4 separate regions of the Sus scrofa genome follow, and regions 1, 3 and 4 are each linked to region 2. Evidence: chromatin contacts called from public Hi-C data. All regions are on one chromosome and are shown on one strand. The core of a region is the stretch at or near the end of the contact, and the rest is flanking DNA. Distances in the headings are between cores, read along the strand shown. Region 1 has its middle 210 kb from the start of TSC22D2. Region 2 holds the start of PFN2 (profilin-2). Region 3 holds the start of RNF13 (E3 ubiquitin-protein ligase RNF13). Region 4 overlaps ANKUB1 (protein ANKUB1).

Region 1 (5,015 bases), core at 1,869-4,368, 250 kb after region 2:
AGGCACCAGGTGAGCCCCACTTGATTCCTGGACCACAGAAACTATGAGATAATAAGTGTGTGTTATTTGAAGCCACTAAGTTTTGGGGGGAGGGGGTAATTTGTTACTTAGAGGCTACAAACACATGAGAGGTACGAAGTCGCAACTGATTAAAATTAGATGCTAATTACAGGCCGACTCAACTGAGCATCAAACTAGTGCTTCTGACATGCAGCAGAATTCTTCATCTATAGATGAAAGAAGACTGTGTGAGGATAGGAAGAGGCAGATTATTACAACAGCAGAAACTTAATATCCAAATGAGTGCTGTTTCTTTGAAAGCAGTCACCTGAGGTGAGTGTACTCTTACTCCAGTAACACCATTGTTCCAACCACATCTAGAACAGCTCTTAGATATTCCATGGTGAACAGCAGAGGTTGTTGGTCACATCTCAATAGTAACAGGTACTCTCAGACGGGAACCCTAAAATACCTTCCCATGGCTGTGCTAACCCTGGTGAACTCCAGGACAGCTTGGCTCCAGGTGCAAAGTCAGCTGAGGGCTTTCAGACACCTGTGGAGCTTTGCCCGCGATCCCCTTCCGTTTCTCTCTCTGAGGAGGTGGCTGTGCAGGACATGAGTGGAGGAGATTCCCCTGGTCCAAAGTAGAAAGGAGCTTTCCCAGCATGGTTGTAGTGAGGTGCTCCAATGGGGTTACCCTGGTTTCCCAGAGACCTCCAGGTTGGACAGCTCAGGGCATGATCTGGCTATCTTATTGGCTGTTGTCTTGGGGCCGGTTGAGGGCAGTGAAGGAGGCAACCTCTCACTTGGGCAGCTCCACCCCCAGTAGAGGGTGGTAGTGCTTCTGGATGAGGGGCCTGCACAATTGCCAGAAGAGTCTGGTTCCAGGGACCCAAGAAGCAAAAGGCCTTCACAGCTCCCTAATCTCTGTCTTTGTATCCATGGGACTCTTCTGTCTCCTTGCTGCAACGTAAACACTGTAACCGTGTGTGCACCTGCCCTCTGTGCATTGGAGCCCCTTATTTTGAAGCATATGATCGGAAAACATTTCATTGAAGCAAAATCTATTCCCCTTACCACAGGAAATGCCAACATGCCCTCTGTCTTGAAAGGAGAGGAAGAACAATTGGGTTCTCTTTTGGTATCATTTCAAATGTTGTAAACGTTTGAATGGCTATAAAATCGGCCTTAAAATTTTTATCACTTTCTCTTGCAAGCAAAGTCATTGATGGTGACTGTCAAAATTCTGAAGAGGTTATTATTATTATTATTTTGCTTTTAAGAGCCTCACCCGTGGCATGTGGAAGTTCCCAGGCTAGGGGTCGAATTGGAGCTGGCAACAGCAAATCCTTAACCCACTGAGCAAGGCCAGGGATTGAACTCTTGTCCTCATGGATACTAGTTGGGTTTGTTACTGCTGAGCCATGATGGGATCTCCTGAAGAGGTTATTATTTTAAAAGTTTTGAGAAATTGTCGCAAGGAGCCATTTTTAAGAATAAACCTCATTTTAGAAAACTGTTAGTGGAAGCAAACTCAATCTTCTTATTAAAAATGCTAGAGGACTTTATCTGGATGTTTCACATAAATTCAATACTTGCATAATATGAGAAAAATGTCATAAATTTTTTCACCAACTCCCATATAGATGCCTCCAGATACCCTTTCCAGTTCTAGCTTTTAGTTCTGGCATCAGCCCTTTTTATGTATCTGTGACAGGCAAATGATTGGGAAGTTCTGGAACAATATAAGCACCACTGCCCCAGGGCCCACACCAGTTAAAACCACTTTTGGAGGTGGGGCAGTGAGCAGAGGCTCCACCCGAGGCTCCTCTCTACTGTGTGGGTACCAGGGAGAAACTTAGAGGGCATCTGCAAACGACTAGAACCTTCATATTCCTCTCCCATCCATCAGAGAGCTCCAGCCTCAATGGCAAGACCAGATTCCTCTCATCCTTCCCTCCTGCTCCTGATACTAAAGCCCCTAATGGATGTGGTGTGTCTTCATCCTCTGAGGGTGGATTAATTTCCAGAAAAGCTTTGAGTCACCAGTGGCTAAATTTGAATGCATAAAACACATTTTAAAATGGCTAATAACATTGGGAGTCCCAAAGAGGCAAGACATAAATTGATTTTTTTCTTTGTATGTTTTAAATGGACTCAGAGGGCAATTTCTTAAGCCAAATGCTTTGATGCCCTTAATAATCATATTGGTTCCCGTGGTTTGCAGGGAAGGTGTCAATTAGATACATGAAGTCTAAGATGTTTAATTAAAATCATTCTCATTGCTTGATAGCCCTGCCTATCAGGATACATAAAACATATCCTCTAAATAGAGACTTCCAAGAGGCAATAAAAATAGTTTCACTATAGTTTCTAATGAAGTTTTGACAATTGTATTTATAGCACATTAATGGCACCAGTCATGTGGGAGTTTATTTTCATAAAGAAGTAGAAATGATAACAGCTTCAATTAAGAATTATTGCAAAACATTGATTCTACCTGCTTTTAATTTATTTATATTAATTTCATACTAAAGGCAGTTTGTTCAGAAGACAATTACAGAGAGATCATTAAGAGAAAGAGTGGAGGAAAAGGAGACAGTGGATGCGAGTGCAGATGTGGAGGCATGGGGGCAAAGCCTGGCAGCAAAGCCAAAAAAAAAAAAAAAACTAGGAATGACATTGATTTTTTCCAGAACTCCAGAGCAGCTATGGGATTTTTCCATCATTGTGCTCACTGTTTGTTCTATTTTTTCCCATTTGTTTTAAATATATGTTTATTTATTCTTTGGTAATTATGAAAATAATATGCACTTGTGCCAAAAAAATCAGAATAGTACAAAGTCCCCTTCGATTTATTTTTTATATAAAATATGATTAATTACAATTTTGACACCCTCCTTCTCTGCTTTCCTCTACAGTTCTAGTTTTTCTAGAGTTCGCTCTATTACTTTCCCCAACCCCAAAGCCTCCTCCTTCTCCAACTTTGGCGCTCCATCCAGATTCCTTTTGTGGGTTCAGTCCAGCCTCTGGGGGATCAATTCTGCTGCAAGAGAATCCTTTAAGGCCGGCTCTCCACGCCACTGGCTCCCTCTTGTGGCTCCTGCAGGGCACTGCATACCACTGAAGGCAGGCCTGACCTTGGGAGAGCAGATCCCGGAGCGCAAGCTGAACAATTCTAAGCACTGTCAGGATTCAGCTAAGATTCTACCTTCTAAATCTAAAGACATGTCCAGAGACCATTTGGGGCCTCCCAATACATGTGAGGTCACCTCTGATTCCCTCTTGATCCTTAGATTTCTCTGGTTCTCCGAGGTTTTCCAAGAAGTATCAAAAAAAGCATAGCTTGGGGAGTTCCCCGTTTGGCTCAAAGGTAATGCATCTGACTAGGATCCATGAAGATGCGGGTTCAATCCCTGGCCTTGCTCAGTGGGTTAAGGGTCCAGTGTGACCGTGAGCTGCGCTGTGGGTCACAGGCACGACTTGGATCTGGCATTGCTGTGGCTGTGGCGTAGGTTGGCGGCTACAGCTTGGATTTGACCCCCTAGCCTGGCAACTTCCACATGCTGAGGGTGTAGCCCTAAAAAAGACAAAGGAAAAAAGAAAGATTGAAGGAAAACTATAGCCTGCAGGGTTAAAGTGTGTGTGTGTGTTTGTGTAAGTGTAGGTGTAGCTGGGAGGAAAGACGTAGAAAGGAGGTTGACAAAAGCTGCTGCATCACTTTACAAGTCTTCTGGCAGGATTTTAAAATTCATTTGCTGAACATACAGATATTAAGCACTCAGAAAATGCCAGCACTGAGGATGCCAAAACGAATACCTGCTACCAAAGTCCTCTTTTCAGGTAATGGGAGAGACAGCTTACAGGAAATGCTGGTCTAGGAACAAGTGCTGAATGACGGGGAATCAAGATCTGAGGTTGAGCCTCTTCTCCATTACATGAGGATCTTCCAAGGAGTCACAACCTCACTTCCTCTCAATGTTCTTGTCTCAAAAATGAGGACAAGTATCTCCCTCATTTGTCTTCCTTGGGTTCTTAGGAGGGTCAGCTGAACTAATTAATAGGTGAAAGTGCTCTGAGAACCCTTTACCAATGCAAGTAGATGTCATTAGTATTTTCAATATAAAGTGAGGAGCCCTGCTAAAAAAACAAACAAACAAAAAACTGTATCTCAGCATCACTTCCCTATAAAGCTGTGCCTGAAATTGTTATCCAAGGAGTCACTCTTCCAGGGGTCTTTTTCACTGGGATCATGTGTTGTTACCTGAGGGCACGAGGTTAATTTGTCAGGTTCACCCATCGGTGGACCACACCTCCTGGCTTCCCATGGGGAGTGGAGAGTCTCTTGGGAAATGGCCTGGGGACTCACCCCCGCAGCAGGGCAGCGTTCTGGTTTTCAGCTGGAACTGTGATTCGGAACATCGTATTGACAGTGGCTCCAGCATCAATATCATTCTGTCTCCCTTTCCCCAAGATTTTCCCAGCACTACCCCCATTTGGGTTAGTCCACTCCGGATTTTGTTTTGGCATTGCTGCTGCTGCCGCCCATGCTGCCAAGGTAGTGGTGTGAGCTGGGGAGGAGGTGATGCTTAACTCTGTTCAAACATACAAGGTTACGGGCAGAGGCTGACATGCCCAGCCCACATCTCCTGGGTCTTCACCTCTAATTACCAATCGCCATTTTTTTGTAGAACACCCGAGTTTTCTCTGCTGAAGGCTGTTTTGGTGCTTCCAGGGAATTAATGCCCCAAACACAGCCCTCAAGCAATGACAGCAGGTAGACCAACACATCAACTTCCTCATCCCTCAGGGCAGTCAGTAACTCGGATGAATGTTTCAGAGTATTTCCCAGTGCCATTAAGCCCCAGTGTTCCCCAGAGGGCAGATGCTGGATATCGTACTCTTTATTAGCTACCTGCCCTTCTCTGTATCTACCAGGGCTTCCTGGGAGCCTCCAGAAAAAAACAAATTACTGACACTCAAATCCTTGTGTCAGGATCTGATCTGGGAGAACT
Region 2 (5,338 bases), core at 2,698-5,197:
TAGCAGGCCCCAGCCATTTCCAAGCACACTCCCGCAATCTTCCCAGCCAGACAGCGGGAACTCACACACAAAGACAAGAGGACTGCAGAAAAAAAGTTGATCACCAGATGCCAATTCTCTGTAAGAATTGTAGTCCACTGTGGTTTCAGAAAACCTGAGAGGACTTGTATCAAGGACTGAGTTCTACACAGTTAGATCTTAAACCATGTTAAGTACAAGAATAATTAGTAGCAGCCATAACAGGGGGGCCTGGATTTTGGCGTTTGATAGGAAGGGGGCGTGAAGCTTAAGAAATTAAGGGAATGGTCCTATATTTGATATAATCGTTACAATTTTAGAAAAAGCCTTGTGCTGAAAGGGGCAAAACAATAAAGCAGCACTGGGGGCTTAGTGACAATTATTTCCCAAACATGTGGAAACCGAATCAAACCATCAAGTCACAGGAAAATCAGGCACCGTGAAGCACAAATCTGCATCAGTTCCTTTACTACCATCACTAAAGAGGGAGGGACTTGGAGAACTGAAGTAGCCCCTCGGTCTTCACAGATTACTGAAAGCCCACTTCAAGCACACCCGTTTTTAGAGCTATGTTGCGTAATTGGGGATAACGGTATATCGATGAATCTCCATAGGAGAAGAGAAATCAATGGCAGTTCGCCATCTTGGAGAATTAAAAAAAAAAAAAAAAAATCCTATGGAGCCAGAGCTGAAGTCGAGATTCACCAACCCACCTACGTTGTCGGCGTACATTTCTCGCAAGCCCCAGAGGCCTGGACACCGGCAAACCTACGCCAAGTCGCTGCGAGGATCCCGGGGGCCGGGCGGCCGCCGCCTCCCACAGCCCGCGGCGCGGGTGGCGCGCTGTCCGCGGGGAGAGGGGCGGCCCCGCCACCCGAGGACCCCAGCCCGGGCCCGGCCCCTGCACCCACCCTGGGACGTACAAAGCAAACCTCAGAGCTTCCAGGGGGCTCGAAGAAGCAGGACGAGGGAGGAAAAGCACCTCCACCCCAGCTGGTGTGTATCCCCCTCCCCCAGCCTCACCCGGACAGGCGCTGGGCACGCCGGGCCGCCGCCCCCGCCTGTCAGTGCAGCCCAGGCGAGGGGGCGTCCCCGGGCCTCGGCCTCTCAGCCCGCCCGGCAGCCGCATCCTCAGCACCCGCCGCCTCGCACACCTGCCGGCGCGGCCCTCCCGATGGCTCGGCCCCGCGCTACGGCCCCCAGGGCCGGCCCCTTCGGGTCCGGGGATGGGAACGCGGGCCGCCGCTGGTCCTCACCGTAATGCTCTGGAAGACGCCCCCAGCTGTGGCTGCCCAGACGTATTTGGCGTCGCAGTAGCCGACAATGGCGGCTTCCTGGCAGCAGCCATCGCACATCAGGTTATCCACGTAGCTCTGCCAACCGGCCATCTTCGAGCCCTTCGCACTGCAGCGGGGACGGCGAGGAGCAGCAGGCGCAGCGGCGGCGGCGGCGGCGGTCGCAGGCGGCGGCGCGGGGGGAGGCGGGGCGGGGGCGGGGAGGAGGCGGCTCTGCGCAGGCACCGACCGCCCCCCTCCCCGAGGAGCTGCGGAGGGAGGACGCGGGGACGGCGATGAGGGACAAGCCGCGGAGCGCGCCCTACCCGGCCGCCCGCCCGCAACTGCGGGGCTAACTAACCAGCGGCACGATGCTGCGGAGCTGCTGTGCCGGCGGCAGCGTAGACTGCTTCTCACCGCGGCTCCCTAAGCACTCCGCGGTCCCGGCGGGGCGTGCGCGCGCACGTGCGTGCGATCCTTCCGCGGCGTCCTGACTCGGAGGGTCCCAGGAAGGGAGGGGGAGGCTGAGGGGGGCGCGGAGGGATACCGTCGGGACAATCACGGCTGCCACGTGCTACCGGCAAGGTCTGGGTTTTCCGGGATCGTTGCGGGTGTGTAAGCCTAGGACCCCGAGCCTGGGGAGAGGGCGTCTCCTCCGTGGCAGTCAGCACCTCAGAGACAGCAGCGTGTGGGACGCCTCGGAGTCTCCGATATTGGACCGTGAAATGCCTCTGTTCTGCGTCCGGAGGCTCGGAGATGCGGAATCTTGAACCTTGGTGTCGGATTTCAGAGTTGCCCTGGTGACGGGATGCGGAGCGTTTATTCCTCTTTGTGATGGGGGCCGCTGGTGGCCGGGTCGCCCACGCTTATGTTAGGTGTCCCCAGAGGGACCCTCTTCCCTGGACTCCTCTGCCTCTCAGCCATTAAGTCTGCCAAGCGGCCGCGCTCGGACAACCTGAAATCAGAGCGGATGTTCCTGGCTTTGAGGAACATTTCTGAGCTTTGACGATCTTTCGTCGTTTCTAATTTGGGTATCAGGTGTCTCTCATTCTGTAGATTCTTTGACAAAAAGTACCCTCTTAATTTTGCTAATCATGTGTGGCTGAATTGCTTGTAAATTCCGAACAAAACAAATAGCAACCTATGTAAATTATTGGTTGGTAACAGGGAAAGTTACTAATGGGTCGAAGACATCCCTGAGTTGCAAAGAGCTTTAAAATCTAAGAAAGGGTTTACTGGATGAACAGGTCATATTTCCGTTCTCGACGGGTAAAATAATTTCAGGACCCAGATGTGATAATGACTTTTATTTACAAGGGAAATCATGGGTAGAGTCTCTGAGAATCTCAAATGGTCTTTATTAACCTCTGGGCGCTATGACTAGAAGAGTAATTAGGAGACTTCCTACACAACTTCAATTTTAAATGAGCAAAACGACCTGTAAACCAGCGAAAGAGCGTCTAAAAACGTTGAAAAGTTGATTTTCAACTTTATAAAATTATCCTGTAAGGTCACAACTTGTGACAGGAGGATTAAACAGGTGTAACTAAGAAGACGAATGTTGCTAAGCAATCTAATTGGTTCTGAAGCTTGTATTTTTTTTTCCTACTGTTTGCTTTGAAAGGTACAACTCCTGCAGAAAGGGAAGCACAGTAAGAGAACCCCCAAGTGAGGTTCCATTCAGATTGAGACAATGAATTCTCTCATATTCTTATGTTACAGAAAATTTGTTTTAAAATGTGTCAAAAATTGTTCCGTGTTTGCAAGTGTGCCTCTCACTTGATTTACACTCTCATTCTTGTTTACTACTTTTTTGTGGTGGTCGTTGATGATTTTAATCCTTCAATATTACCAGTTTATCAACTTAAAAGTTAATAGCAGTGTGCTGATAACACAATATTGTCATAGTAAGAATTTGTCAAGCTCCACACTTATGATTTGTGCTTTGTACACATCATATAATTCAATAAATTTAAATAGTAAAGGTAATGAGAGAAAAGAAAAACGATGATAGTTTGAAATTGACTTTTATTAATCTACTCTGAAGTTTTTAGGATTTAATTTTTAGACTATAGCAAAGAGATGCAAATAACTGCATTCCATTGTTTCTTTTACTGTTATCTTTAAACAGCAAAAGGATTACACTAATTGGATGTTCTGGATATTCAAATCTCAAAACATTCTAAAACACACTGGGTAAAACAACAACACTGGGTAAAACATAAGAATTTTTTTTTTTTTTTTTTTTTTTTTTGCTTTTTTGTCTCTTCTTAGGGATGCCCTCATGGCATATGGAGGTTCCCAGGCTAGGGGACTAATTGAAGCTGTTGCCGCCAGCCTACGCCACAGCCACAGCCACGCCGGATCTGAGCTCCACTGCGACCTAGACCACAGCTCACGGCAACGCTGGATCCTTAACCCACTGAGCGAGGCCAGGTATCGAATCCTCATCCTCATGGTTCCTAGTTGGATTTGTTTCCGCTGTACCATGATGGGAACTCCAACATTAGAGTTTAGAGCTCCTATAATCATTTTTCAAAATATAACATTTTTAAATTATTGTTCCACTTTTCCAACAGTGTTCTTTTCCACAATTGCATACAATAAATTTTATTTGTTATACAGTAAATTTTAAACAACAATGAAAAATAAATCTGTGTTAAAGACTAACTGGGTTTTACAGTTTACATTTTGAGATGATATATTCAAAGAAGTTCTACTGTCTGTCTCTTTTCAGTACTATAGTAAAAGAATCCTGTGCCTGTTTTCTTTACAGCCAGCTTAGGCCCACGCTGCCTCATTTTCTGTTTGTATGCAATGATCTGTCTCTATTTCATATAATATTGCTAACCACAAAGTGTTTCAAAAGGTATAAGTAGAAGTGAGTTTTAGGATTAGCAGTATAAGTAACTTAAGTCCCAGAGAGTATCAGTATGAGAAAATGTACTAATTTGTATCTCTCTCTCCCGTTTTTCAGGGTAATTGATCCCTGCAGTGATAATAGTGATGTCTGGGCAGAAGTAGACAAAAGTCAAAACTCTGTTGTTGATACAGATATCCAGATGTAGCTAATAATAATCATAGCTTATTTAGATGTGGAATGCATTATTATGCATTCTTTCAAAAAATATTTTATTCTTATTTAGGAAAACAGTAACTATGTGTTAAGCCAGATTCTTCAATGTATCAGTCAAGGAGTGGCTGAGCCCATTTAAGTCCATGTGCACACCATTTTAGCAAAATACCAAGAAACAAGAAGTTCTGATTGTGAAGATGTAATCAACCTGATAAACACTGGGGTAGGAACTGAAACTATGGAGAAACAGTAAAACACTAATTAAGACCACTTCAAACCTTTAATTAACTGAAATTAGGACTTTCAACTTCATTTTTTAAAAATGTTTTTGTCTAGTATGCAATCTGTCCTTTAATTTTTCATTCATGTGGAATTTTATATGTTCAATTTCTATTCTTTTGGTGTTACCCTGGAAATTTTACCATGCATATTTAGTAGAACAAAGCTTTAAATTAAATAATATCTTAAACCCCCTAATCAGACAATCTGAGGACCTTAGAACACTTTAAGTCTGGTCACACCTCTGCAGACTATTATTTTACAGAGATGTTTACACACATGTATTTATACATTTCCTATTTTACTCACCATTTCATATCTCAGACCATCATTCTATGATCATTTTTTTCTTGCTAAAGTAAATATTTAGAAGTTCTTTTAGTGGAGGTCTTTTGATGGCAAACTTGCTGGTTTTATCTAAAAATGTCTTTATATTACTTTCACTTAAAAAAAAATAGATTGGATTTACAGTGTAAGACCGACACCTTGAAGATATTATTTCATTCATTCTGATTTTCATCATTGCTCCTGTGCCTTTATGGATGGTCTGTGCTTTTTCTCTGGGTACTTTGAAATCTTTTGTACTTGCTGTCTTACAGTTCCACTCTGATGTATCTACACCTGGGTGTCTTTAATTCTACTTGGAAAAATAGATTTATATTTATGATCACTTCTAGAAAATTCTCAATTA
Region 3 (5,434 bases), core at 1,334-3,833, 150 kb before region 2:
AGGGGTCTAATCGGAGCTACGGCTGCCAGCCTATGCCACAGCCACAGCCACAGCCACGCAGGATCCAAGCCGAGTCTTCGACCTATGCCACAGCTCACGACAATGCTGGATCCTTAACCCACTGAGCAAGGCCAGGGATCGAACCTACAACCTCACAGTTCCTAGTCGGATTCTTTTCACTATGCCACCACAGGAACTCCAGAATGGAGTGTCTTTTTAGTTGCTGCTGCCTTGCAATATATTGGAGGTAGGAAATTCTACAGTTTTATATACTGTTTGTATTTTCAGAAAGATTTAAAAAATAAAAACTGTCAAAGTCCTAAAAGCTCATTTTCTTTTGTCTTTATAAGGAAATAATTGGTGGCTATTAGTACTGTGTACTATATTAACCGTTCATGTTCTTGAAAACCATAATTAACATGTCTATCAACCTTACTGCCTAACCTATTTTTAAAAAGTTAGTACATTTTTCCAGTCTGTTTTCTTCGGGTAGTACATTTTTCCAGTCTGTTTTCTTCGGGTTTGCCTTCATTCAACATAGAGGAGAGAAGAAAAGCTTCTGTAGGGTGTGGCACAATTTGCCTAAATGCAGTATAAATAACACATTACCTTGTTTGTAGCTATACCTATTGTGATCTGAAGAGGGAAATAAAGTCAGATTAAAATGTTCTGTACTCATGTGCCTTTATTTATAAAATGAACAAAGCACTTTTTTTTAAATCTGTAAAATGTGGACATTATTATTTTTTACTTTTTTCAATGTCATGCAAGAAATCACTGATTTAATATAAAACTAATGAGACAATTGAATGTAGAAATGCTTATAGAGATATTTTGTGTTTACATTAACTACACTAGCCTTTATGTTCCCAATTACAACTTTTTTTTCTTTCTTTTTTTTTTTCAGGGCCGTTCCAGGGGCATATGGAGGTTCCCAGGGTAAGGATGGAATCACAGTTGTAGTTGCTAGCCTACACCACAGCCAACACCGGATCCGAGCAGAGTCATCACCTACACCACAGCTCACTGCAACGCTAGATCTTTAACCCACTGATTAAGGCCAGGGATTGAACCTGCGTCCTCATGGATGCTAGTCAAATTCCACTGAGCTACAATAGGAACTCCAATTAATTTTGTTTTCTTTCTTTCTTTTTTTTTTTTTCTTTTTAGGGCTGCACCCGAGGCATATGGAAGTTCCCAGGCTAGGGGTGGAATTGGAGCTACAGCTGCAGCCCTACACCACAGCCACAGCAACAGGAGATCCCAGCCCGTCTGTGACCTACACCACAGCTCACCACAAAGCAAGATCCTTTGCCCGCTGAGCGAGACCAGGGATTGAATCCGCATCCTCATGAATCCCAGTCGGATTCCTTAATTGCTGAGCCATGAAGGGACAATTTTTTGTATTTAAATTTTGAGTAGGGTTTATTCACAAAGTTCAAAATTTGAAAGGCACAAAAGGATACATAATAGGGAGTCTTCCTATTTCTCAGGTCTCCCCGGAGAAATTAAGGTTACTAGTTACAGCCAAGGACGTTAAACAGGTGTTCTAAGGAATCACTCCCTCTCACCCCTCCTTTGTTTAGAAGATGAGGTTGAAGTTTGTAAAGCCTGTAATGGACTTTTAAAGGGGCCTTATTTTGAAGCAGAGCAGGGCCAGAATCTAGGTTTCCTGGCACTCTAGTTCATGACTGCAATCTTTGCAGTAACCCACATTGCTTCTTTAAAGTGGCTAGTTAGCAAATGGTTAATTAGTGTGGATGTTCCAATTCGGGTAATTGAAATTTCAATTGGAATACCCAGGGCTCGGAAGGTTTACCAGAGGGCGGAGGGGTGGAGTTTTTTTGGTTCTTTAAAAGAGATAAGGGTTTTTAAAGGCTGACGAAGGTTAAAAATCACAGGGTTTAACTTTTGCTGAGTCTCGGGGTATCGCGTGCCAGGCCGAGCGCTGACGTCAGCACGGCTCCTACTCATGCACCCGGGGACTACGGTTTAGTCCTCCAGTTGCTCGCACCTCTTAACAACGCTATTTAAACACTAAAGCATTGACTTTGGTCCCATATCTACCAGTCTCAACCGGGGCATGTTGCAGAGGGGAATGACGCCTCATCCTAGCCTCTTCCGCGGTCGTTAAGTGTGGTGCAGGAAGGCGGCGCGTCCGCTCCAGAGCCAAGGCCCGCCCAGGGGCAGCCTGCCAGCTGGGTCTCGGTCTGCTTTGGCCCCAAAGCCCAAACAGACTAGGCTGGCCAGCCCTGGCCACTAGGTTCATTCCCCACCTGACCTCGCGGCCTCCACTCCTGGAGGAACAGGGCAGGATTCCAGAGCCTATCCCCTTGGCCATCCCTACCCCTTTCCCCGCCAAAAGTGGACCCTTCATCCCTGTTCCAGAAGCCCGCCCCACCCTGCCCTTCCAGAGCGGGCGGATCACGAGGCCAAGAACGCGACTCTGCAAGCTGGGTGTCTCTCCGAGCCGGACTGGAGCGAGACGGAGCGAGACCCAGCGTGAGAGTGGGAAGGAGCCTTAGCGAGCAGCTCTGTGGCCCAATGGCTTCCTTCTATCTTCGAGTGAAGACCAATGAGGGTTGGGGGGCGGGACTTCCGCCTCGCCTTGGTGTTGTCGTCCGCGCTCCGACTCTAGGCTGTGGCGGTCGGTGCGGAGATTCAGGCATGAAGTCAGGTTAGGGGACTTCTCCCGCAGCAAGGCGGCAGGGGAGCCTATTTGTGTTGCGAGGTCAGGCTTCCAGGTAAGAGCACTCCCGTGTCGTGGATGCCGGGTGGCGGGTTGTCTTTCGCGGGGCCTGGCGGGGAGAACACACCCCCCTTACCAGCCCTGGAACTCCGAGGCGGCCCCACCGTTGAGCTCTTTGCTGCTCTTCCCCAGACTGGGCACGGAGGAAATTAGGTGTTTTGCAAAAGGTAAAATAAAAAGGGCTTCCCCTGAAGGGTCGAGTCCCCCTCGCATTACCATCCTGTGAGTTTGTGTGTATCCAAAGTTGTTATGTTATCCGTTTTGCTTTTTACATTCCTCTCGTAAGGTGGCTGGAGTCTGGGAAGATGTCCGGAAGGCTTTTCCTGGTCCAGCACTTGCTGCAGAGTCCCTGGGCAAAGTCACTTGACTTTAATTGTGGGAACTCTTTAGTCTTTGACACAAAAAAGAGGGCACTCGCCTCTGTTCTTTTAAACCTTCCCCCCACCCCCACCCCGGAAGCTAAATTGGAGGTGGGACGTGACTCTGCTAGGGATCGCCCCCTTAAAGTTGGCAGCTCTGCCAGGGCGCTTATTGAGTTGACCCGTACTGATGAAAGAACTCTGTCCCAGAGGGGGAGTGGGCAGACAACGAAGCCAGGCGATCCCAGAAGCACTTACACGTATTTGGTGGCAGCCACTGAGTGTTTTCTGCCAGCTTTTGGTAGATTTCTCTACTTTGTCCTAATCTGTCAATAGTTCCAAAACTGTTGTTTCGGTTGTAGCTTCAGCACCTTGAGTAGTTGCTCAGGTCCTTTGGTTTTGCTCCAGTCTTGCCTGATGGTTAACTATTATGTCAGTGATGCAGCAGGAACAGTGAAAACTAATGCATTCCTTTCAACAATGATGTGTTGTTCTCCAAGGAGAACATCTGCAGTTTTGGATACAATATAAATAAATAAGATGGGTGTGCCGCTAAAGAGTTCTTGTTAGAGAAATATCAGTTCAAGGTTTAAGGAAGGACTTTTCAACAATTTCATCTTTTTAAGGACAAATTTTAATGGATCGAGGAGATTAGCTCTACCTCAGAGTAATAAAACTGAATTGTGGTAGCAGTTTAAAAGAGCTTTAAACAGGAGGTAAGAAGTGCAGTGTAGGGCCCATGGGGACTTATTAATGGATTTTGGAATCAATTTTGTGCAATAACATTAGGAAGAAGAAGGGAAAAAAATATCGAAGCACATCCTGTGGAGTAAAAGTAAATATTATTTCATGTAGTTTTGTTTAAGGTTTTTAAAAAGAATGAGTGTGAAAAGGAAGATGTAAATGAGTACCATAGTATTGTGGACTACAGCAAAACACTGGATCCTAAATTTGGGAGTCAGGCTGGGTACAGCCTTCAGCTCTGCCACTTACTAATTCTGTGACATCATTATCAGTAAATAATGGAAGAATTTTAAGAATTAATTGAAATAAAATATGTCTGTTACATGGTTAAGTCTCAGTTGTTTTGAAACGCTTGGTTAGAAGCCCAGTTATTTCTGTGTCAAGAATGACAACTGTTTATTAATTTATATATGTTTTTACCTTTGCCTTTATTTGAAGCCAGCAACTTGATGTCTCCATGTGTAATAGTAAATCATGTGGACAAAATCGTAATTTGCAGGGTTTAATACTGAAAGATTTGGAATAAGTTCTCGTCTACCCTTGTTTAAAGCTTATTTCTATCAAGCATTTTGCAGGGGCCTAAACTGTTACTAGTATTCAGCACCTTTGTGTAATTTTTCTGCATCCCAGAGTAACAGATTTATCAGAAGTTTTTTAGGCACTGATTTTTGCAGAGTAAGGGCAGGACTAAGGGTATGATAGGTTTATATCTTTGAGCTAAATTGGATAGGAAGGCATTTTATGTTTTATGGGTTTTGCCATTAAGATGTATAAAATGAAATGGCTTGGTCAGATGTCATGGTGTGCTTACATCATGTTGGTATGACCTAAAAACAGTTGGTTTTAAGTAAAAAGTATGATTTTGGACATTTTAAAATCTGGGAATGTTTAGCAGAAGTCAAAATGAGTTTGGATCAAAATAGTGTTTTGCACCATTTGACATATTACCACCATATGGCATTGCATATGGTAGTTTCACATGACATAAGAAGGGGAAGAAAGTAAGCATTATTAGTTTTCTCAAAAGAAGAAACAGAATTAATAGACAAGTAAATTTCTTTTAAATGGAACATGGCATATAATCATTGTTTAAAAATTCATATATTCTGCAAATATTTAGTGAGCATTTATCAATGATAATAAGTTTTTAATAATCCTTTTAGATTACGCAGAATTTAGGAATGAGAACATATATAATTGTTATTGTCAGTTTATATGTCATGGTACATAGATAACAGTAACAGTCATAATAGCTAACATTGATTGTTTTCTACCAGGCCAAACAGTTCTAAGCATTATATATTATCTTGTAATCCTCTTTTTATAGATGAGGAAATGAAGGCAAGGAAAATACATAATTATCTGAGTTCACACGAAGTTGTTAGTGGAGTAACTGGAATTTAAATATGGGCATCCTGACTATAAAGCCTCTCTTGTATCATGTTTTATTAAAAAATGCAGAATGCTGCGGGGTTATTTTGGATTCTTTACTTGCTGGTTTGGATGACCTTGGGTAAGCTCTGTTGGCCCTTGGTTTCCTTAACTTCTTCCTTAAAAATAGAGTATTAAGCCATTATGTTTC
Region 4 (4,698 bases), core at 347-2,846, 190 kb before region 2:
GAACTCCTGAGTGCTTGTTTTAAATGTAATTTGAAAATTACACGATAGCTTAAAAAGAAGCAAGCAATGTTTTCAGCCAATCAGTTAGCAATTAGTGGTTTTTAGAATAATTGAATGTGAGAATGAACTTATTCTGATAAACTTTAAAAAGTGCCTTTAAAAGTCTAATATCCAAACCAAACTGAAGTCACCCATTTAGATATTGTTTTCTAGGGAAGTCTACCCGAATTATAATCCATCGCCAAAGGCTGTCCTCCCTGGTGGCATCTCTGCTGTCTTATTCTAGCAAATATGTCAGTAACAGTGTTTAAGGGGAACTTGCATGGAGCAGCACCTCGGCTGTAGAGCGAATGGCAGAGTCAAGTTCCTATGAAAGGTTAGTAAAATTAATTAGTTTAGCATTTGCTTTATCTCCGTACTTCAGTACTGGTCCTTCATTTGATAAATAGCGTTGGACTTTAAGTGTTTGTCCAAGGAGACAGCCCATCAGAAATTCCTTCCATCCATCCCAGACGTCCAAGCGAAGTGTCGTACCTGTGGATAAAGAGAGATGGGGATGGTTCCAGTCCATCACTGGGGCTCAGCGATCATAAAACTTCTAATGACAGCTTTCTCTAAATAGGCATGAGCGAGATGCCAAATGAAAAGTACCTTGGAACGAAGACACAGGGCTACTATCTTTAGCTTAGGCCCATATTGACTTGGAAAAGCCCGTTAGCTTCTGTGCACTTACATTTTCTCATCTGTACTGTGAAAGCATACAGTGCTGAACTGTTTTCTGTAGCTCTCTTAAGATAGTCCTGTTGACACTGAGTCCATGCTGATCTATACATCACCATGTAAACGAAAGCTATCATGTTGGAAGAGAAACTTAAGAAATTGTGGCAGGACATGTGGGTTTGTTTCTTGGGCCTTGATCTTATGAGTAGGCTGTGGGTAGAGGTGAATAACCCTTTTGTTCTGTCCTTCACAAAATAGAGCCATTCTGTGTTACAAAACAAAAAGTAAAGTGTTTGTGCTGCTGGAGGATTTACCACTTGCTCCTCAAAAGCCTACTGTGGTTTTGTGACTATATCCACTTTGTCGTTCAGGCTAGTGCTTCCCAGGAATCTTTCCTCAGGCTTCTGTTCTTCTCACTCTACTTGTTCCCTCAGGATAAAAGCCAGTCTCCTCCCCATCTGGCCTGCTCTGACTTCTCTCCCACTCTGACCTTTCACCTGTCCTTTAGACATACCAAGTCCACTCCCATCTGAGGACCTAAAGATTGATAAGTTCTTTTGCTTCAAAGGGTCTTTATCCAGATTTTCACAGGGCAGTGTCCTTCTTACTCAGCTTTCTTCAAATTTCTTGTCCTCACGGAGAACCCTCTGGGCCACCATGGCTAAAGCAGTCTCTGTCCCCACACTCTCCTCCCCTCCAATACTCTGTGCCATGACGTTATTTTAACTTCTTCTTAAACCCTGTCATCAACACTTGAAATCATTTTACTTGTTTGGAGATTTTTTTTTCATGACTCACTGAAAAGGAAGCTCCTTTAGGACTTGCCACACCGCCTGGCACTTGCTGAGAGCTCACTGTGTACTTGTTGACTGACTAACAGGCAACCTCAGTGAGACTGATGGCTTCATTGATCATCCATGTTCCACTTACTCCCAAGTCCAAACTGCAGCCAGGCCTCTGCTCCAGCTTCAGATACCCCTGCTGCGGCCATCATCATCCAAGGGATCACACCAGGACCCCTCTGTCTGAAGGACAGCTTGTCACCTTTCATCCCAACCTGCTATCCCTCATGCATTCTGTGTCTCAGTTTATGACAGCACTACCTTCCTTCCTTGCTACCTAAGTTAGAAATCTGGGAGTTCTTCATTCCTTCCTTTCTTACACCCACAATATCATTACAGTCGCTAAGGCCTGACAAGTTTATTTGTAAATGTTGAACTGTTTCCTCACCTCCATCTCTTCCAGCCCCACCCTATTTCAGGCCTAGATAATCTCTCACCTAAATCTACTTTGAGAAGCTCCCAAGATCCTCCTCCATGTCTTTTTTCAGGATTCTATTCCATTGTCTTCTTCTCTTCTGGTTAACTGCCTACAGTAACCTCTCCCCACCTTGCCACACCACTCTCTATCCCCTTATCCTGCTTTATTTGACTTTGTAGTTCTTAATTCTATTTAAAACTCAATATTTTTTTCTGCTTACTGGACGATGCTTGCCTTTTCCACTGAAATGCAAGCTTCAAGAGAGGGTGGGAACCTTGATACTCTTGCTCACAGCTGTGTGTATGCTTTCCCCAATGGTGCTTGGCTCATGGTGGATGCTCAGCAAGTACTTGTTGAATGAAGTTCTGTCCCACTTTTCAAACCCATTCTGGCCATCTGCTGATTATAATTCCTAGAAGCCCAGGAGGCTGACCTGCACTTCTGTGTACATCCCAGGCTGTTTCTGGAGCATCTTCTTTTGTTGCCCTTTCTGTTTGAATTCCTTAGACTTCTCCCTCATACCCTCCTACCAAGCTGATGCAACGCTGGTGTCACCCCCTCCAAGGAGCCCTCCCAGAATACACCATACTCTCACCTCTCCAAATAAGTTAAAGAACTGCACAACTGATTGCTGTAAAATACTTTGAAACTCGTCATTACTGAAAATACATTTGTTTTGGAATTGCTGGTTTATAACCACTAGGCAAGAACTCTTTGAGCCCAAGCATTATGCCTCATCCAGTCTGTGGGCTTTGTTTTAGTTATGCTCTCAAGGAGACCCTCAAGAAAATGGGGCTTATCATATTGAGACGATGGCAGGATCTGGTGTGCATTAGAAATCAAGACACCTCTCAAGATGAGTCACTCCCCATCTCTCCCATGGGCACCAGGATCTCCCTCTCTCATGAAATTTAGGTCTCTTCGTATGTTTTCTCCCTTTCTCTACTGACAGGCTTCCCTGCTTACTTACAATTTCTGTCCTATCATAGCTTTGGTATGTGTGCAATTTGAGTTTGCCATGACCCAACCTGACCTCATTGACGCTTTTCATTTTCCTCCCCAACTGATAACCATTTTTGTCTCTCTATCTTTCCGAACTTGAATTCATAAGACTAGTAATTAATAATAATAATAACACTTTGAATATGAGTAACTAACATTCATTAAATATTATATGCTCTGCATTTTCTAAGTACTTTACATGAATAAGCTAATTTAAAATTTACAACAACCCTAAGTGATGGGTTGTATTATTGTCTCCATTTGAGAACAGAGGAAATTGAAGCACCATAGGATTAAGTAACTTCCCCGGGTTTTATATAACCAGTAAGTAGTGGAACCAGGAGTTAGACCTGGATGGTCTGGTTCTTGGGCCCATATTCCTGTCCTCTGTGTTATACTCATTTCCACATGAGAATCTAATTCCCTCAGCTGTGAGAGCTGATTTCATTGGCCAGCCTAAGGATTGGCTGCCTTTGAATCAATATGATGGCCCTAGCAGTTGCATGCCAAAGTTGTTATAGGACAGTGGGTGACTTGGCTTCTCCATGCGTATTCTCAGACTTAGGTTCATAATAAATACTTGCAGGTGAGAGGAAGGAAGACAGGAGGGATATTGTAACAGCAGTAATCTTAGAGTCACAGAAGGCTGAAGATAAAAAGATTCTAAAAGACTAGCCCACTCCATTGTCCCTTTCATAGACTAGGAAGTTACTCAGCAAGCTGGGAGTAGAATTTGACCTGGAATTTTTGTCCCTAGCCCTCTTTCTAATGCTTAGAAAGCCTCCTCCTTTCAGATTCCTTTCTCTTTCTTTCCTTTCTGCTTTTCTGATCTTTCCCTTTCTTCCTCCACTGCACAGGTAGACATAACACCACGTATATGTTCTCTCTGCTGATCCCTCCCTTTCTGGATGCCTTAAGTTACAACCTATAATCTTGAAATGGGGCTCTTCTTCTGTTACTTTTGACTCTGGCTTTGGATTTCTTGGTCTTGGCCTCACTGTCTTTTGTGGGTTGATTCCTGTTTGCTGTACTTTTACTCACAGAGCCTGATCTGCATTATTGCCCTCATGCCCCTAATCCACTTCAACCATCATAAATCTGGCCTTAGCCAGGAGAAATCACTCTTTTTTAAAAAAATTATGTATTTTTAAAAATTTATTATTATTTTATTTTTATGGCCACACCCATGAAAATTCCCAGGCCAGGGATCATATCCGAGCTGCAACTGTGACCTCTGCCACAGCTGCAGCAACACCAGATGCTTTAACCCACTGTGCCGGGATCAAACCTGAGCCTCCACTGCACCACAGGAGGAACTCCTGAGAATTCACTCTTTTTGCTGGGAGAATTATGGAATTATTCTGTAGAGACCAAGTAGCAGTTCTGCAAATATTCTAGAAATGCCCTGATAAACATTTTCTAAAACATAAATCATCCTTGACATGACAGATTTAGCCTCTCTAAAGCTTCTTGCGTACTTAAACCTCCTCCCCCACCCCTCGGCTGTGCCTGTGGCGTGCAGAGGGAGGCCAGGGATTGAATCCGAGCCACAGCAGTGATGATGCTGAGTCCTTAACCAGGTCACCAGGGAACACCAAACTTTTTTTCATAAAATGTTTGATTTCTCTGCATATGAAGGAAAACAAAAGATTTCAAACACTGGGCCAAGAGCATTTATTTCATCTCCTGTCTTAAAAGGCTTGCTATGACAGGACT

The links. A called contact is a pair of places that touch in the nucleus more often than the background predicts.
Region 1: a Hi-C map of liver shows a contact between it and region 2, with 1.9 times the contacts expected there. The contact joins the enhancer-like site here to the promoter of PFN2 in region 2. A contact is called at or near these places in 2 of 5 promoter capture datasets (fetal liver and liver), 20 of 47 Hi-C or Micro-C datasets (adipocytes, alveolar macrophages, brain and 12 more) and 1 of 2 datasets of contacts at active chromatin or transcription factors (skeletal muscle).
Region 3: a Hi-C map of skeletal muscle shows a contact between it and region 2, with 3 times the contacts expected there. The contact joins the promoter of RNF13 here to the promoter of PFN2 in region 2. A contact is called at or near these places in 3 of 47 Hi-C or Micro-C datasets (embryonic fibroblasts, heart right ventricle and skeletal muscle) and 2 of 2 datasets of contacts at active chromatin or transcription factors (alveolar macrophages and skeletal muscle).
Region 4: a Hi-C map of retroperitoneal adipose tissue shows a contact between it and region 2, with 2.3 times the contacts expected there. The contact joins the enhancer-like site here to the promoter of PFN2 in region 2. A contact is called at or near these places in 17 of 47 Hi-C or Micro-C datasets (blood, brain, embryonic fibroblasts and 11 more) and 2 of 2 datasets of contacts at active chromatin or transcription factors (alveolar macrophages and skeletal muscle).

Annotation. Positions count from the first base shown.
Region 1 is chr13:90,428,938-90,433,952 of Sscrofa11.1, forward strand. No RefSeq gene overlaps it. Among named protein-coding and RNA genes, the nearest start is that of TSC22D2, 210 kb to the right of the region's middle. Within about 2 kb of position 3,119, at least 4 of the 83 cell types and tissues checked have an H3K27ac peak or open chromatin away from gene starts, as enhancers often do. A contact at or near this core is called in liver, where this site is marked.
Region 2 is chr13:90,182,031-90,187,368 of Sscrofa11.1, forward strand. PFN2 (profilin-2) reads right to left here and starts at 3,948. Exons shown (of 3, transcript XM_005654030.3): 1 at 1,275-3,948. The coding sequence starts at 1,406.
Region 3 is chr13:90,032,105-90,037,538 of Sscrofa11.1, forward strand. It overlaps RNF13 (E3 ubiquitin-protein ligase RNF13), which reads left to right and starts at 2,584. Exons shown (of 9, transcript XM_013980793.2): 1 at 2,584-2,744.
Region 4 is chr13:89,992,720-89,997,417 of Sscrofa11.1, forward strand. It overlaps ANKUB1 (protein ANKUB1), which reads right to left. Exons shown (of 6, transcript XM_005654029.3): 4 at 420-534. Among named protein-coding and RNA genes, the nearest start is that of ANKUB1, 19 kb to the right of the region's middle. Within about 2 kb of position 1,597, at least 14 of the 83 cell types and tissues checked have an H3K27ac peak or open chromatin away from gene starts, as enhancers often do. A contact at or near this core is called in alveolar macrophages, omental adipose tissue and retroperitoneal adipose tissue, where this site is marked.